Regions from separate parts of the Arachis hypogaea genome. Here region 1 is linked to region 2. A link is a contact called in public Hi-C data. All regions are on one chromosome and are shown on one strand. The core of a region is the stretch at or near the end of the contact, and the rest is flanking DNA. Distances in the headings are between cores, read along the strand shown. Region 1 holds the start of LOC140184076. Region 2 holds the start of LOC112796537.

The links. Hi-C and Micro-C count contacts between places; a contact is called where the count stands out from the background.
Region 1: a contact with region 2 is called in a Hi-C map of leaf, with 2.3 times the contacts expected there. The contact joins the promoter of LOC140184076 here to the promoter of LOC112796537 in region 2. A contact is called at or near these places in 5 of 8 Hi-C or Micro-C datasets (leaf and an unstated tissue).

The regions. Positions count from the first base shown.
Region 1 is chr4:23,850,386-23,857,083 of arahy.Tifrunner.gnm2.J5K5, forward strand. It overlaps LOC140184076, which reads left to right and starts at 1,385. Exons shown (of 1, transcript XM_072234362.1): 1 at 1,385-2,374. The coding sequence starts at 1,385. The coding sequence ends at 2,374.
Region 2 is chr4:23,718,948-23,725,482 of arahy.Tifrunner.gnm2.J5K5, forward strand. LOC112796537 reads right to left here and starts at 3,665. Exons shown (of 8, transcript XM_025839025.3): 1 at 3,163-3,665; 2 at 3,004-3,060; 3 at 1,657-2,061; 4 at 929-1,032; 5 at 1-202. The coding sequence starts at 2,006. LOC140184416 (a long non-coding RNA gene) reads left to right here and starts at 4,106. Exons shown (of 2, transcript XR_011881025.1): 1 at 4,106-6,449.

The sequences.
Region 1 (6,698 bases), core at 135-2,634, 130 kb after region 2:
TATTCTCGGATTAGTTCATTAATCGATTATGAGATGTGAAATATTATGATACGTAAAAATGAAGCAATTTGAATGTATAAAGTAAATACTTTATAAAAAGTTACGATAGATTAAAATTTGATAAGAGGTATTAAAAATCTTAAACAAGATTGTTGAGATTGGTTCAAAAATTTGAATGTAAATCAAGTTTTATGAACCTAAGGGGAGTGGGAATTATTTTACTCATCCCCACAGACGGCGTCAATTGTTCTTGTTGAGTTTTGCCGGTGTATAGCTCGTCCGTCGATGAATGTCTTCAAGCTTCTCGTTGGGATGAGTTATACGTCGGCAAGGAGAGAACAAGGGGGTGGGTACCTGCAAAAGACACTCCGACGCTCAAGTCAGTAAGTGTTTAAGAGGTATATAATAATTCTATGAATATAGAATGTAAGACATGAAATGAAAGTTATCATGTGTTATATTGTGTTTATAATAATTCTATGAATATAGAATGTATTATTGAGATTAGATATAGAAGGTTCTTTTTATAGGTATAAAATTGATGAATAGAATTGATGTTATGACCGTTTGGTCATTAAGATAGAAATGATGGTCATTAAGTCGGTAATGAAGGTGTCAGTTACAAGCAAAAGAATGAATGATAGTTAACACCGAGTTATAACTCATAATGCATAATAAATACTGAGTTATAAGGTGACGGATCAAAGTTTAAAACTAGTTTAGATTTCTCATAATAAGATAGAGTAGTATACATTAAGTTCTAGACCTTGATTTATTTATTTATTTTTGGATAAACAATTATGATTTTTGATGTATAATTTGTTTCTCTCTTAAAATGTACATAAAAATTAAAGACACGGATTAAATGGATTAAAATTTGATGAATACAAGCATGATGCAAGGACAATCTACCACAAAGCCGCCATACTTTGATGGTACAAACACCATTGAATGGAAAGAGCACATTAAGATTGATGATGAGTGTATTAAGCTGTGATCAAATCAGTTGAAGAGCATGTGCACTGGCGTGAAGACAATTCAGTTAGAATTAGTTACAAGCCTCAACTGCAAGTTTCAGTTAGTAAGTTAGTTACTAGTTTCCATAAGCTTCAGTTAGTTATCAATTCAATTGTATTATTCTCTAGTTATAAATAGTTAAAGATTGCTTGTAATTAACATTTTTCTGATTCACTTTCACTCTGCTCAATAATAAAATTCTCCATTCTTCTCTCAAATTTCAGTTTCATCTATTCTCTGCATTTTATCATGCTTCTCCACTAAGTTCAATTCTGTTCTTCATATTTTGTGTGCCTAAGGCACTGATACATTCATGGTATCAGAGCTCTTGGTACCATAGCTTCCGCAAACAATCAGATCTGGATCTATGGCTGAAGATCGATCAAGAACCATGGGTCAGAATTTCGTTGCAACTCCTATTTCCATGAAACTAGAGGAAAACAATTACCTGCAGTGGAAGGATCAAGCCAAGTCAACAATCGAAGAAAATGATATGTTGAATCATCCCACCGAAGAGGAAATTTCTCAGATTCTTCTTCCAAATGGAGCAGTAAATCCAGAGTTTCAAAAGTGGAAAAGGCAAGACGCTCTTTTGAAATCCTGGTTGCTAGCTTCAATGTCGAATCCATTCACTACAAGAGCGGTTGGTTGTACACTTACTCATCAAATCTGGAAGAGGCTGGAGGATCACTTCTCATCCCAAATTAAGGCCAAGGTAATGCAGCTGAAAAACAAACTAAGCACAATTCAGATAGGCAATTCGGTCACTGAATATGTCTTGTCAATAAAGAGCACTATGGATGCACTTGCCTCAGTAGGTGAATCAATGAAAGAAAGCGATCATGTAAATGCAATACTACACGGTCTAACTGAAGAATATGGAAATGTAATGACCTCAGTCTTAGCAAGATCAACCAGCATAAAAGTGGGTGAATTAGAAGCTCTATTACTTGTTCATGAAAGCATGCTAGCAAGATTTAGAAAATCTGAATCTTTTGTACAAGCAAACGTAGCTCAGCATTCACAACATTCACAGATTCAACAAAATCATTTTTACTCTCAAAGTTCAGCAGCAAGTGGAAACTATAGAGGCAACTTTCGTGACAGGTTTGGAAAAACGTTTAGGAGAAACAGCAGAAGTACACATGATGCAGAGCGAATGACTCAAGATAGAGGACGAATGATGCAAGGTGGAAGAGCACAATGCCAAGTCTATGATAGGATTGGACATACAGCAAAATTCTGCTGGTATAGATATGATAAGGAGCAATATGAAGACGTGAATGGAAGCAGTAATCAAGTCAAACAACCAAAGGCAAATTACAGCAATGTCTTAGCAACTCCCTCCATTATTTAAGATCCGAACTGGTATCCTGATTCTGGAGCCACACACCATATGACTCACGATGCACAAAATCTCATGGAGAAAGAGGCATACACTGGAGATGAACAAATTTGTCATAGGAGATGGTTCAGGTTTGCATATTCATCATGTTGGTAAAATGTGTTTTGAAACTGATATGAGCTCAAGATTACTTACCTTAACTAAGTTACTTCATGTGCCTGAAATCACAAAGAATTTGATGAGTGTGCATCAATTCTGTTGTGATAATAGAGTTTTCTTTGAATTTTATTCTGACAAATGCTGCATTAAATCACAGGACACTAGAGAACTATTACTTCAAGGAAGTGTTGACAAAAGCTTGTATAGATTTGGGGACATCACTGCTGCACACACCTTTTGCTTACACATCCTCTTTAGCACATTCTAATTCCTTTCTGATTTGGCATGCAAGATTAGGGCATCCAAATCATAATGTAGTGTTAAAAGTACTCAAAACTTGTAATCTTTCTGTTTCACCTAATAAAGAAACTTGTGAAGCCTGCTGTGTTGAAAAATCACATTAGTTACTCTTCTCTCTTTCACAAACTGTATACAATTCACCTCTAGATCTTGTCTACTCAGACATTTGGGGATCTGCACCCCAGGCTGATAGCAATGGAAACTGGTATTATGTGCATTTTATTGATGCCTTTTCAAAGTTCACTTGGCTTTACCTTATTAAATCTAGAGCTCAACTAAAATCAGTCTTTAATCACTTCCAACAAATGGTTGAATTGCAATTAAACACAAAATTAAAAATATTACAATCTGACAAAGCTGCTGAATATGTTAGCTTATCAAAGATTCTGAATGAAAGAGGAGTGCAGCACAGGTTCTCTTGTCCTTACATCCATTAACAAAATGGATCTGCAGAAAGGAAGCACAGGCACATAGTGGAAATGGGCCTCACACTCTTGGCTGGTGCCTCTATGCCAACCAAGTTTTGGGGAGAAGCATTCACCACTGATGTGAAGTTGATCAATGTCTTGCCAACTCCAGTGCTAGATGCAGTATCCCCTACAGAGAAACTGTTTGACAAAAAGCCCTCTTACTCAAGCCTCAGGGTTTTCGGATATCTTTGCTTCCCTCATCAAAGGCCCTATAACAGACATAAGCTGGATTTTAGATCTTCACCCTACACGTTTCTTGGCTATAGCGCAACTCACAAAGGTTACAAATGTCTCACTCAAGATGAAAAGATAATAATAACCAGAGATGTGGTATTTGTTGAAACCAAATTTCCTTTCAAGGAACTCAACAAGCAACACCAGTCCTCAACAGCAGTAGCTGATCAAATAACATCACAAATGCCAACCATTCCCAAACTTTCAACTTCAACAGCTCAAACTCACTCAAGTTTAATCTCAACACCAACCCCAGAACCTTCACTTCCAACACCTTTTCAAGCCCAGCCAATAACAATCCTCTTCAAACATCATCACAGCAAATCTTGAGTACTCAACAAGCAACAATGCCAGCTCCATTTCAACATCAGCTTCAATCTGTCAGCAACTCTCAAAGGCCAGTAGCAGTGTCCTCAATCCCAACACCAGTTCCGATAAATGACAAAGAGATTGCTCTTCCAATTTCTGAACCACCTCACACAACAGTTACAAATGTGCATCCTATGACAACTAGAAGTAAGGCAGGGATAGTAAAGCCTAAGACATTTCAGGCAAGCCTAGAACCAAGGAGTGTGAAACAGGCCCTCAACATGCCTAAATGGAAAGAAGCTATGGACTTGGAGTATTATGCCTTGATGAAAAATAACACATGGGAACTGGTAAAGCTACCTCCAAACAAAAGTGCTATAGGGAGTAAATGGGTGTTCAGAGCTAAGTACAACTCAGATCGGTCTCTTCAAAAATAGAAGACAAGTCTAGTTGCTCAAGGCTATACACAAAAACTAGGATTTGACTTCATAGAAACGTACAGCCCTGTAGTAAAACCCACTTCTATAAGGATAATACTGTCTATTGCCTTGGCAAACTCATGGCCAATAAGACAACTTGATGTCAACAATACCTTCCTTCATGGTGACCTGATGGAAAAAGTGTATATGAAGCAGCCTCAAGGGTTCGAACAGGGAGATTCATCACTAGTTTGCAAATTAACAAAGGCTCTCTATGGCCTAAAACAAGCACCAAAGAAATGGTATTGCAAGCTGATAAATGGCCTAAGTGACATTGGTTTCAAGCCCATAAAATCTGATGTGTCAGTGTTCCAAAGTGATCTTAATGAAACAAAAATATTTGTGTTGGTCTATGTAGATGACATAATAGTAACTAGTGAGTGTGAAGATACAATAAAGCAAGTCATCGAGTAGCTGAATGCAAAATTTGCTCTAAAGGACATGGAAAGCCTACACTACTTTTTTGGAATTCAAGTGACAAGTACAAGCAATGGTGCTTTGATCCTCACTCAGAAAAAATACATAAAGGAACTAATGAAGAAGGCCAACATGGTGGGCTGCACCTCGTGCCACACTCCTCTGCTATCCACAGTCAAACTATCAGCTTATGGTGGTGCCAAATTTTATGATTATGCACTTTATAGGTCCATAATTGGCAGTCTCCAGTACCTGCCTGTGACAAGACTTGAAATATCATATAGTGTACACAAGCTAGCACAATTTGTTCAAACTCCACTAGAGTCTCATTGAAAAATGGTAAAAAGGGTGCTTAGATACTTGAATGGAACTTCTAATCATGGTCTGCATCTAAAGAAGGGAGGCTCGATGAAAATCACTGCCTGTAGTGATTCAGATTGGGCTGTGGATACTGATGACAGAAAATCAACCAGTGGCTACTGCGTCTTCCTAGGATCAAATCTGGTATCCTGGGCTTCAAGGAAGCAAACTACAGTGGCAAGGTCTAGTACTGAGGCAGAATATAGAAGCATGGCAGACCTTGTTGCTGAGCTAATTTGGGTGAAGAACCTACTTTGTGAGCTGCAATTTCCACCAAAGGAGCCTCCCCTGCTCTACTGCAACAACCAAAGTGCAGTGTTGCTGGCTGCGAATCCCATATTACATTCCAAATCCAAGCACTTTGAGATTGACCTTCACTTTGTGAGAGATCATGTTAACAGTAGGGACATAGCAGTAAGTCACATTCCAGGATCAGTGTAAGTGGCTGACATCCTAACTAAGGCAATCCCTTCAGAGGCTTTTTTGCACTTTAGGGATCAGTTAAGTATTGTTGAAGCCACAGCCGTGTCCCAGAAACAAGAAACAGTTACTGAGAAAGACAAGAAAGAAGAAAACTAGAGATGATGATGATGAGTGTATTAAGCTGTGATCAAATCAGTTGAGGAGCATGTGCACTAGCGTGAAGACAATTAAGTTAGAATTAGTTACAAGCCTCAACTGCAAGTTTCAGTTAGTCAGTTAGTTACTAGCTTCCAGAAGCTTCAGTTAGTTATCAATTCAGTTGTATTATCCTTTAGCTATAAATAGCTAAAGATTGCTTGTAATTAACATTTTTCTGATTTACTTTCACTCTGCTCAATAACAGAACTCTCCACTCCTCTCTCAAATTTCAGTTTCATCTCTTCTCTGCATTTCATCATGTTTCTCCACTAAGCTCAGTTCTATTCTGCATATTTTGTGTGCCTAAGGCACTGATACTTTCAAAGATATTTTCTCAATCAGTGGACTTCAAACTTTGGTTAATCATCGAGAATGGACCAAAGATTCCAAAAAAGATAGTAGGTGGTGTAGAAATAGAAAAATCTGAAGATGAATTTGACAAGGAAGACATGAATAATATGGGATAAGATTCCAGAGCAAAGTATATGTTATATCGGGTTGTGAATCCGGAGACATTTAAGAGAATCTCAAAGTTCAAAACAGCGAAAGAAATGTGGGATGAGATTCACAGGTCAAGCATTGTTTTATGCTATTGTTGATATATTCCAATTAAAATTTGTTACATGAATTTGTTTTCATTTCTCTTAAAATTATTTAATAGTATTTTTCACTATAAGTGAAGTAAATCCATTAAATAATATATAAAAATACTTAATTAATTAATAATATTAGAATATTAACATAATTTATTATTTTTAACCAATAATTAGTCAAAAATATTTAAAAGTATTGACTAAAAATATGTAATTAGATTATTAAACTAAAGATATTAAATTATTGAATAAAAATATTAGCTATATAAAATAAAATTGTTGGTTCTTGATATTTTTATTAATTAGTTCATATATCCTATTGTGTGCATTTTGAAATTTGTTTAGTACTAGTGCATATTACTTAGCTTTATTTGGCAGGGAAGTAGCAAATGTT
Region 2 (6,535 bases), core at 2,415-4,914:
TCCACAAAGTGAACATGCTTTGCACCCTCACCTGCACCTGCTGCTATGTGTAACACTGTAGGCAATCCACTTGCTATGGCTGCATTCTTCAACCTCCTATCCTTCTCTATGATTCTCTTCGCTTCTTCCCAGTTACCTTCTAGTGCATGCTTGTATAGAGGAACGCACAGGTTGAAGAAATCATTATTATTCTTTGGATTTCCTAAACCAAGCCAAAATGAAAAAAATATAAATATATGTCTCTTTAATTATATACAGAAAGCAAACAACAAAAAATATTTTTTAAAAACATTTGATCCTGATAAAAAAAAAGTTTAATTTTGATGTACTGATACAGTTGTACAATCACAACTATTTTTCGGATGAAATAAAAAGTAATTATTTTTTTTAATATGACGTTATATAACTAAATACATGTGTAAATTTTATATTTACAGTGCATTAAAATTAAATTCTAAATAAAAGTAACTTAAAAAAAATATTCTCAATTTTTTACACTGTCAGAACTTACTACACGTAAAGTAAATTTATTCTAATGGAATTATTAGTTTGTAAAATAGCATGAAGTTGGTTTATTATAATAAATATATAGTTAATAGGTTAAGAAAAAAATTCTATCCCAATAGATTGAGGTTAATTTTGTAAGTTATATCCACTTGAATTATGTATCAAGAATGAAGGATAAATGTGACGATAGTTTGATGAATGGCTAGGAAAGAATGAAACACCTATTTTTAATCAATAATATACTACATAATACATTAAAATACAAAATATATTAAATTAAAATATAAAAAATATATTAAAAATATATGAAATAATATATTTTATATACATATATATAAGTAACTGACTTTAAGTATAAATATTATATATAATGTTTTTTATTGTCATTATAAGTTTGAGCAGCAGAGAGAATACTCTAAACCTGTTTCATCTAGGAAAACAAGGCTGGGACAACTATATTGATCAGACTTGGCCTTCACGTGATTTGTTTGCGGAGTCGATGGGTTCACATTGTTAATTCTCTCCCTGTAAAATACAAAAAAAAAAAAATCACAAATTATTTACTACATATTCTTTGTGTGTGTGTGTCTTTTTCCCCGTTAATTCAACTTAAATAGTTAATTTAACGGGTGGAGATTATTTTATATCTTATAACTACAATGTTGAGATGTTTAATACCTTTGAATAAGCTTTGATAAAATTCCAACTAACACTACTATTTACAATAACATAGAATTGGGCTATTATGGAGCTGAGCACACATAACAATGAATCATTGATAGTCAGTTTGATTGTGCAAGAAATAGAAAATGGGATAAAGAGAAATAGAGAAAGAGAACATGGGATGAAAAAATAGTTTGATTTTTCATCAGTTTGGTTATGCAAGAAAATGGGATGAAAAAAAAAAAACAAATGAAAAACCGCAGAAAGTTTTCTTCTCTAATGTGCCTGGAAATTAAACAAGAAGCCGCTTGAATAATAATGTTGCTAAAGTTACCATTATATATATCCACCTTGTAAAAATTAAAACAATATATTGCATATATTTTAATAAGGATATATATGTCATTTTCTTGCTACAATTCTCATTTTCTCATTTCCTTTCCTCTCATAGCATATAGAAAAAGGAGAAAGAATTGCAATGTTAACCTGTTTTCAAGCTCGTCCCATATTTGTTTGGCTGTTTTGAAGTGCAAGATATCTTTGTAAACATCTGAGTTTATTAGAGCACATAATAAGATGTGTCTTGCTGCTGAGGCTTGTTGTACACTCTTCATGTCTTCATCATCAAATTCATCTTCCGATTTTTCCTCTTCAATTCCATTTACAACCTTTTTTGGAACATTTGGTCCATTCTTAATGATAAGCCAAAGTTTGAAGTCCAAAGACTTTGTAAATGTCTCCATATGTTCCTTCCATTCAGCGTAATTTCTACCATCAAAAAGTGGTGGCTCCAAGATAGATTGTCCTCTAGCTATAGTCATCAAATTTTCAGCCATGAACCTAAAGTTCCTTTTTTTTCCCCTTCAAGTTGCAAAGCTGCTAAGTATTAACCTAGACAAACATCACGATTATAGATAATATTTTGAGAAGCATAAACGAATAAGCAACGAAATAAATTCTAAATAATATTTAGGTAATTCACATGAGCAAAATAAATGGCTTCTAATATTATACTAATATCCTAAATCTACAAAATTTACATGCATGTCTAATAAATCGAATTTATCTAATTTGATTTATTATGGAATATAAACTATATAAATACCATTAAAACATTGTGTGTTTATTAAAGTGAGACTCACAATGATACAAAAATATAAACTATATATATAAAATTTTTTAGTCTAATAATCTAATAACACATTTTAAGTCCATGCTTTTAAATATTATTAAATAATTAATGACAAAAAATAATAAATTTTATTTATCTTCTAGTATTTTTTAATATATATAAATTACTAAAAATTAAAAAAATTATTAAATTTTTTTAATTAATGAGTATTTATTAAAAAATTTTACTATTATTTTTTAATTAACAATACTCATTAAAAGATTTAATTAATGAGTATTCATTAAATTTTTTTAATTAATGAATACTCAATAAATTTATCTATTTATTATTGGGTCAAAGGAAAAGAAGAGTTTGAAAATCCAACCTGGTTTCACGTTTCTAGATCAGTCTCCAGGAGTCCAAGTGACCTTAGGCCAGTTCTTTTGGGCTTAATGCCCCTTTAAATGTTTATTTCAGTTTTTCATTTTTCTTTTGAAGTTTAATAATGGCCCATTTAAATAAAAAGAAAGACCCACTATATGAATTTTTAATCGTGGTTGCAGAATGAAAAACGTGGTTGCAATATGGTGGAACCCACACTAGCCATTGGATTCAATGGTTGTTAACTTTTGCAATATTGTTTATCTTTTTCATTTAAAAATATTTGTACCATCAGACAAGTTGCCATAAAAATAGAAAAAGCCGAGTTATAAGATGCATACCTGAAACTGAAAGTAAAGTAGTCTGAACGGCACGTTTCCTCCTATGAAGTTGTCAATCTGCAGAGAAATAAAGTGGTATAGCACCAATACTCTAATATTAAAGTGTCTAATTAAGTGGCCGGAAATAATGTATACACGTAAATCGTTGAGAAAACTTACCCAAAATGTCAACAGTAGTTAAATTCTTGAACGAGCTGAGGTATAGAGCAGGTGGACTCTTCAAAGCTGAAGAGGGAGAGGAAGAATAAGCGAAGAAGAAGAAGAACGAGAAGGAAAAAGTAGTTGGATTCTTTGCTTGTGCAGCCGCGGGTCTGATTTGAGAATGGAATAATAACTCACCACACTTGAATTTCTACCTCAATAAATAAATAATGATTGCTGCGTTGCTACGCTAACATATACAAGAGTCGTCCACCAAGTGAATTGATAATAAATCCGACAAAGAGTGAAGGTACATTATTGTTCTTATTAGTCGTCAACTCAAATTATTATAGAGTCAACCACTAAGTTCCTCGCTCTCTTACCTAAGTCCTAACTTTAGTTAAAATATTCTTATCAACATGAGAATTACTCTTTTTTCTTTTAACTATACAGAAATGATACTTTAGTTCTTAGTCGACACGGATCACATGATATTTAAATATATGAAAACTAAAATATTTAAAAGGTCATTTTATACTCTGCTTTTTAATATTTTTGAAGAAAAAAAAAGCGTTTAAAAATGTTGGATAAATTTATATTAATTTAATTAGATAACATGAATTAATCTCTTACTTTTTTATTTTTAAATAGTACAGTTTTAAATGTTCTTCTATTGTCAGACTTTAGATGTTTATTTGAATAGTTTAAAAGATTTTTAATGTTTGTTAGGTTTATTTTTTTTAAGGATTATGCTATGTGTATACTAAAATTAGCTACCAAAGTCAACTATCAGTATAAAATATAAACTGGACTATAAATATACATTGAAAATAAATTAAACCACATATGTATTTATACATAAATATATTGGTAGCTGATTTTAGTGACTAATTTTAGTGTACAAATAATTTTTTTCTTTTTTTAATTTTAAATGTTTAAGCTAACTTTATTTTTTTTAAAGCATTTTTAGTGAGGAGTTGTCGAAGTCGGTCACTAAAGGATGGCTGCTAGCTAGTGAGAAATGTGATTGTGGTGGTGGTGATCAATACAAGTGGTACCGAAAGAAAGTAAACTATTAAAGTGATACCTAAAAATAGGAGTGTAGATAAAATAATTAAATTGTGGTTAATTAGTTAAAAATTAAAATTAGATTTTTATTAATCAATTTAATAAAATAATTTTAAAAATTATATCTATATTATTAAAAGTGGTTAATCAAAATCAAATTTTAAAAATCAGTTTTTAATCGGATAACTAAAACTAAAATAAAATTTTATGTAACTTTTGTCTTTTGTGCTCAAATTGGTTAACTTTTTTTTTTGTAAAAATCGATTTTTAATCGGTTTTTAATTGGATAAAAATCGATTCTTTTTTTTAATTCAATTTTTTTATGTAAAAACCGATTTTTTTAAATCGGTTATTTTTTAATATTGATTTTTATTTTTATAACCCGTTAAAAACTAGTTTTTGAATTTTCTAAATGTTTAATAATCAGTTTATAAAACCAATTTAGTTAATTAACCAAATTATATTTTTGGGTAACCCAAAAACAAGTTTGGTTTTTGGATTAACCAAACTATGTACAATCCTACCTAAAATTTTATGTCGTGCTAATAAAAATAACTTCAAAAGATATTTTTGGTGACTTAATAACTTCAAAAGATATGATTGACAATTGAAAATTTTTACCTCAATTTACTCTATATAAAGTCTTTAAATCCTTAAGTGAAATTAGGATTAGAATTTTAAAAGATTTAAGTAGAGAAAATTGAGATAAAAAAGTTTCAATTGTTACATTAAATAGTTATTAAAAAATTTAGTGTACTAGCTGTCAATTCATCTCAACACCGTGTTAACGATTTTGTGCTAATAACAAGGTCAAAGACCAATATGACTCCCAAAAACTAAATTGAAAAGACTAAATTAAATAAATCAAAATTTTGGAGATCAAATTGAAATGCAAGCTTAATTTCACGGACCAATCGAGTATTAATCTAATTGTTGATTAATTTTGTATCCTTGGGTATGTAGTATCTGCTGTTTTGTTATGGTTTGCTGGTTTTTGTTTATTTTTCACTCTAAGGATAGTTTCGGTCTTGCTAATTGTGTTGTTTTAATGTTGTATGGTGGTGTGATCCTCACCTCGTCTTTGTAACTTTGCGAGGCTTTAGACCATCTCTAGTAGGACATCTTAGTCTTTATTTATGGTCCATTTGTCATAAAAAGTAGTTTCACATAAGTTTTTGCGTCATAAACAATAAATAGAAACTCAAAATATCTTTGTCTTCTCCATTAAGAGGAATTAACTTTAGTTCCTATTATGACTTCACTTAATTAATTAAATTAAACAATTAAATTAATGTAGTTACTTTTTTTTACAATAATATTATTAAAATTTATAAATTCAAAAATAATTCACTATTATAAATATTAAGATTAAAAAAATTAATAACTTCATATATAACAACAGTACATAATATATAATTCGAGATTAAATTAATTTGTAAAATTATGCAATATAAAAAAAAACATAGTGGAGCTCTATAGTTGGTGACAAGTATTGTGAAATTTCCATATGTGTTCAATTAAGTCTTCTTTCAACTGTCGATGCTGCTTGATCAACCAGAATTTTTTGATTTATTTTGGATTGAATTAAGTGAATTTTATCAACTTACTCACATTTATTCATTGAAATGGCATGGTTTTGTGAATTTCTCCTAATTATGCTTAATGATTAAAAAAATATACTTTTTAGCCCCTTAAATTGCTAAATTTAATTTACTTATATTCCATTTGATGCCTTAATATGTTTGTTGAGTGATTTCAGGCTTAGAAGGCAAGGATGGCTTGAAGAAGTGAAGAAAAAACATGTAAAAGTGGAGAATTCATGAAAAAATGAAGTTTTGGAAATCTGTTCAGTTGTGCGTACGCATGACTGCCTGTAAGACCTAAAATAGATAAACTTAAGAGGAAACACTAACATGATAAGTCGGCTGATGTGGGATCCCGATGGTGCTGTTAGGGCTACCTTTGTAATTCGCTATGCACTTGGCAAGACAGGTTGATGTGGGATCCCGCTTGTCCGGGTAGCGGCGTCGGCGTGGGGGCAAGTTGATGTGGTATCCCGCCTACGTTAAGATGTGAGTAGTTGATGTGGGATCCTACTTGCATCCCTTCGTGTATCAAAAGAGTGAATTCGGGCACTATATCCACAAAGCGCATATGACATACGTGAACGGAAGGGTCATCTCTGGGAGATGTGTCGAGTTTGGCAAGATAACCAACAAGTGAGATCTCACTGCCAGGTAGGACATGCATTCATCATATACATTTATGTGACATTGTTTGGGTGTGCATATTGTAATTGATTTGCCTATGTGAATAATTCTAT